Linked DNA regions of Gossypium arboreum: region 1 is linked to region 2. A link is a contact called in public Hi-C data. All regions are on one chromosome and are shown on one strand. Each heading gives the region's core, a stretch centred on a gene start, on an enhancer-like site or on the middle of the called end of the contact. The rest is flanking DNA. Distances are from core to core; before and after follow the strand shown. Region 1 holds the start of LOC108457825. Region 2 holds the start of LOC108460840 (chaperone protein dnaJ 16-like).

What was found. A called contact is a pair of places that touch in the nucleus more often than the background predicts.
Region 1: a contact with region 2 is called in a Hi-C map of leaf, with 4 times the contacts expected there. The contact joins the promoter of LOC108457825 here to the promoter of LOC108460840 in region 2. A contact is called at or near these places in 2 of 5 Hi-C or Micro-C datasets (both in leaf).

Annotation. Positions count from the first base shown.
Region 1 is chr4:113,223,266-113,225,965 of ASM2569848v2, reverse strand. LOC108457825 reads left to right here and starts at 1,357. Exons shown (of 13, transcript XM_017756982.2): 1 at 1,357-1,827; 2 at 2,624-2,700. The coding sequence starts at 1,665.
Region 2 is chr4:112,947,726-112,950,549 of ASM2569848v2, reverse strand. It overlaps LOC108460840 (chaperone protein dnaJ 16-like), which reads right to left and starts at 1,368. Exons shown (of 12, transcript XM_053026505.1): 1 at 1,205-1,368. The coding sequence starts at 1,365. It overlaps TRNAQ-UUG (transfer RNA glutamine (anticodon UUG)), which reads left to right and starts at 1,745; the gene lies at 1,745-1,816.

The DNA.
Region 1 (2,700 bases), core at 108-2,607, 280 kb before region 2:
GGGGTCACATATGGACTACGTTTTGGGATTTTAAAGGTCCCCAACGAATCAATCAGTTCCTATAGATGGTTCTTTAAGGCAAGTTACTTACAAATAAGGAAAGACAGAAGCGTGGTTTCACGGATGATCCATCATGTTGTGTTTGTGTTGCGACTGAGGAAATTGTTCTGCATATCCTACGAAACTGTCAATAAGCTTGAAGGGCGTGGCTGCAGTTTCTTTCCTCTCAGGTACCATCTTCGTTTTTCGATACATCTCTCTTAGTGGATCTATATGAATCTACAAAACAGTTTCGACTTTCATTTTCACAATGCCTACTGGCCAATGATCTTTGGAATGGTTATTTGGAGACTATGGAAGCAAAGGAATTTATTGATTTTTAAAGGGGTGCATCTTGAACTCTTTTCTTTTCTGAGAACCTGTTGGTTTTGGACTTTAAATATCAGTGAAGGGGAAGTTACAATTCCAAATGGTAGGACTTGTCAAGATATATGGCAAGCTCCACTAGTGAATTGGGTCAAGCTGAATACCGATGGTAGTTGTTGTTCCAATTTGTGTCTTGCTTCAGCAATGGAGGTGGTTAGGGATCAACATGGTAAATGGGTTATAGGCTATGGAAGGAACATCAACAATTGTATTGCGGTTGTGACGGAACCGTGGATGATTTTTTATGGTCTGCAGCTACTTTGGTCCAAAGGTGCTAACCATGTTCTTCTCGAAAGTGATAGCAAAGTTGTTGTCCAAGCTTATACCAATGAAGATGACAACTATGGGAACTACGCGTTGACCTTGTGCATCAAGCAAATTCAACATAGGAATTGGATAGTCCATGTTACTCACATTTACAAAGAGTCCAACACTGCTACACATACATTGGCGATTCTTACAAGATCCTAGTGTCACGGGCCATAGTTCAATCTAGCCCCGTGACACTAAGAGCAAGGATTACAGGTTCATACAACTCCAACAACTCATTACTTTGTTAGGCACTAATTCTAGGCCTACATATGCTATGTAATTAGCTTTCCTTCTATTCAACCAAAAAAAGTTAAGCACATCCCTGGCAAACAAAACATTCTTGCAGACTTACTCTCCAGGCCCAAAGAAAATCCAAAAGTCCTAGCCTATAAAAGAGTTTATTGGCCCAGACCCATCATGATGTATAGACCCTATTCCTCAACATCCACATCACCTACTCCTTACACTGTCACCCCAAACCTTCACCCAGAATACCCACCAGAGGTCATCACTCTTGTAGAAAAAAACTGTTTTCACTAGAAAGCCAAAGAGATGATGCTTGAATACCAAACCCAAATTTTCAAAAATTTTGGAGGTCTTATAATTAATATGAGTAAAGGACAAACTTGTCAAGATTGGTTTTTGAAAATCCAATTAAATTGAGCTCAAACCGCAGATGGTATCATCGATAGCTCACAAGTTCACCCGCCCAGGTTAAAAGTTAAAATGGAGTACGAAAATAAACCGATTGTTTTCATCGAGCTTAGCCGGTGCCGTTTTGGAGCGAATCACTAGAGAATTGATGACTCCTGCACGAGGCTTAATCAGAAATGAAACTGTTTGGAGTCCAGGGCTGGAATTAGAGGGGTTCGGGCTTTGTTTTCATTTTGCCAACTTCCTCCCTTTCCCTTTGCCGGCGAAGTAACATGGCAGCAGAAGAAGATGATGTATGGGCAAAAGCCACAAAAGTAGCTGATGATTTGTACGAGATTAGAGACACTTTTTTCCCTCAAAACCCCGATGATAAAACCTCTAAACTGCAACACGAATCCGATCTCGCTCTCAATCTCCTCGATTCCATTCCTGCTGGTATTTTCCCTAATCATACTGTTCATTTTTTTTCTTCTTGCTTGCAACCAAATGGTTTGGGTTCTACTTTTTATTTATGCTATCAAATTTGTTGCTGCCATCCCTCTGCGATTACAACAACTCTGCATTGAATGCGGATTTGAAGCTTCTTGCTTGAGAACACTGAAGACTTAAATACCTATTACTAGAAATTTATACAAATGTTTATGTCAGAATTTGGCACTTCTACTAACTCTAAACTATTCTAACTGGATGTTTTACTTGATGCTTGTGCTCCAATTTTTATTGAGTTTAATACTTGCGCTCTTATAAATTTTTTTTGTTACTTTGACTCTCGAGATCAAACTATCGTGAAATTTGTTATAGGATTTTATAGAAGTGTACATGTATATATATATATATATCGATATAGATGATTAACCATTATGTCATGCCACGCCATGACCGAAATGCTGCATTATCCAAATTAACAGTAGAGTTTTTCTCAATTGTCTTTCAAGTAACTTTTAATAATAGTGTAAGGATTAAATTCGTTAATATTGACTGAGAGAGTCTAAATGGTCAAATTAAAATGGTGAAGGGAGTGAATTCGTACTTCAACCTATATATTTCTGTTAGATTGGTGTTCTTATATATATTTTGATCATGTTGGATATAATCTGCTGATGTGCAACAGCACCATGGAATTACAAACAGAAATGGGACCAGAAATTCTCATCTTTTATTTTTTAGCCTTATGTTTATATCAAACTTTTTTGGCTCATTAAAACATTTAACTAAACATCTTTTACTACAGAACAAAGAAAATTACCTGCACGGCGTGCAGCATATGAGTATCTACGAGGGAAGATATTAGATGTAGTGCCTGACTAT
Region 2 (2,824 bases), core at 119-2,618:
GCTTGCTGGAAAGGAGCATCATCAAGGCAAATAAATCATTCTGTGGACACATGTTGGAAACAATCATTTGGATACTTTAGTTATGGTTTTATCTGTTGTTTGACAAGTATTCCGGATATCCAACCAGTCACTAAAGGCCAGCGTTATTCTGCTTCGAATGCTTATCCCTGCACAAGCATGGTATAGGACACCTGATCTAAGCAAAATCTGTTGTCTAACTGGCAAATACCAACACTAAAAATCTGAAGCTTGGCCAAGTCCTCCACAGCTATTGCTATATGTTGATAAATGACTCTCCTACACACTATCATTGGGAAGGCAAACCATCACACCGAACCCCAATCACTCATAAATCTCCAGTTATGGTTCGAAAATGCCATCCAAATTCAGGTTCTAAATACTTGGTATACTCCATGTACGCAAGTGAATTTACCTTATAATTAACCAATAGTTATCAATATGCTCAAACTAGTGTACCCTGATGTACCCTAAAGAAATCACTAAAAACTCTTAACAAAAACACCAAGAATTCGAACATAGGAACACCTTTAAACTTATAAAGGAAAAAGACCGAAAATTTACAATTAAAATTTTTTTTTAAAAAAAAAAGGTAAGAAAAACTAAACATACTTGAGAGCCATTTTTCTGTACGCGCTCTTAATTTCCTGATCCGTAGAGTTTCTCAAGACCCCAAGCACCTCATAAGGATCTCGACGAAGATGCTTCGCCATGCCATCGTTTTTCTCCGACTTGGATCGATGTGGCGGCATTTTTCTATAGACACCACCAAACAAAAAACTAAACCGGAAAATTGTTCTATTTTAAGGTAAGAAACCCTAGAAATCCAAAACCTTAAACTAAATTCCAAAAACGGAATGGAAATTAACTCCCTTATGTCTCCACCACATTTCAACAAAGTAGGAGACTTTTTTAGGGGGTTAAGAAGCGAAAAAGGAAAGATTCAGGTGCATTGAGAAGAGAAGATAGAAAGAGGAAACTCCATGGGACTTCCAAGCTGGAGGTTTGATAGAGAGAAGAGAAAGAAAGAGGAGGAAAAATTGGAGGGGAAATTAATTAGGTGCAATGTTAATATTTTAACATATTCATTTTTTAAATTTAAATTTTAGACAACCTATATCGTCATTGGTTTATAAATATTTTCAAAAACCAAAATTCAATGGCTATGCGTTTATCTGAACAGTACCATTGCAGTATGGAGATTGCACACTGCGCACTGCAGTCTGCAGTCTGCAGTCTGCAAGCGCATATCTGCTTGCATTGGCACGTGTCATGGGATCGAGGAGCACGTGGGTGCGCAATGCGCATAATTTGCATTCCTCGTTGAAGCGGGATTTTGAAAAACATGGAAATTGTTTTTTTATACAAAAAAGAAAGGGAAATTGTTTAATTTTATTATTTAAATTATTGGATTATAAAAATAATTACAAATATAATTAAAGGTACCCACAAAATTACTTAAATATATATATAAATTAAACAAAATCATGAAAAAGCATAAGATGTTGAAGTTTTTATAGCACAAATTACTAGTTTATTAAAAATTATATAAATACATAAATTATCGAACCTAATTCTCTCAATTGCAAACAGTGAATAATGATCTTGTTGCATGATTTAGAATCATCCGATCACTAACTTGCAGATTATTCTTATTCCCATTGAAAATCCTTTTATTTCCTCTATTTTGATTTTAAATTACGATTTATATCTCATAACCATCGGAGGTTCTATGGTGTAGTGGTTAGCACTCTGGACTTTGAATCCAGCGACCTGGGTTCGACTCCCGGTAGGACCTTTTTTGTTCACCTTAAAATGCGATATTTAAAAGAAAAATGGTTATTAATTTTATCATAATTCGGTTATTGGAGTAAAATTTAAGTGGCTTTCTATTTTTTCATAATTTTTTATGATTAATATTTTAACAATCAGACCGTTATATTTCATGCTCTAGTTATATAAATCATATATGTCAAGTTTGATATAAATTAAAAAATTCTAACTATTTATTTTATGAAAAAGACTTTCAATTATCAAATATATGTTATTATAAACAATACTTTAAATTGATATGATGTAGATATCTGACTCGATTAAAATTTTGCATGCATGATAAGTACAAATATTTTAAAAAATTCAACTATTAGATCGTTAAAATATTAATAGCATAAAAAAGTTATCAATGGTGTAAAACAACTTAAGTTTTACATTGTATAAGTGAATTCCTCCCCATAATTTTTGAATGTTTATAATTTATATTTATAATTGTGATTATGCCTATAATTATATAATTGTTTGATCAAAACCAATCTAATCTTCAAGTATAGTTGCTATTGGTAGGGCTGCAAATGAATCAAGCTTGAATGAACGAACCTTTGTTCATGTTCGTTTGTTTATTTTTAAATTTCTTCATGTTCAATTTGTGTTCGTTAAAAATTTTAAATTTTTTGTTCATGTTCATTTATTTAAATTTATGTGTGTTCATATTCGTTTGTTTAAAATTCACGAACATTAAACAACATGTTCATGAACATATAATTGAACATGTTCACGAACAATATTAATGAATAATAAACAAACATATAATAAATAAATACATACACACAGATATTATTTCAATATTTTTATAAGAAAATATCATTAATAAATAAACGAGTCATAAACAAGCTTATAAACGAGCCAATAAACGAGTTTGTTCGTGAACATAAACGAACCGAACACACATATGTTGGTATTCACTCATTTATTAAACAAATATAAAAATTTTGTTCATACTTATTTATTTAGCTTAGTAAACGAATGTTAT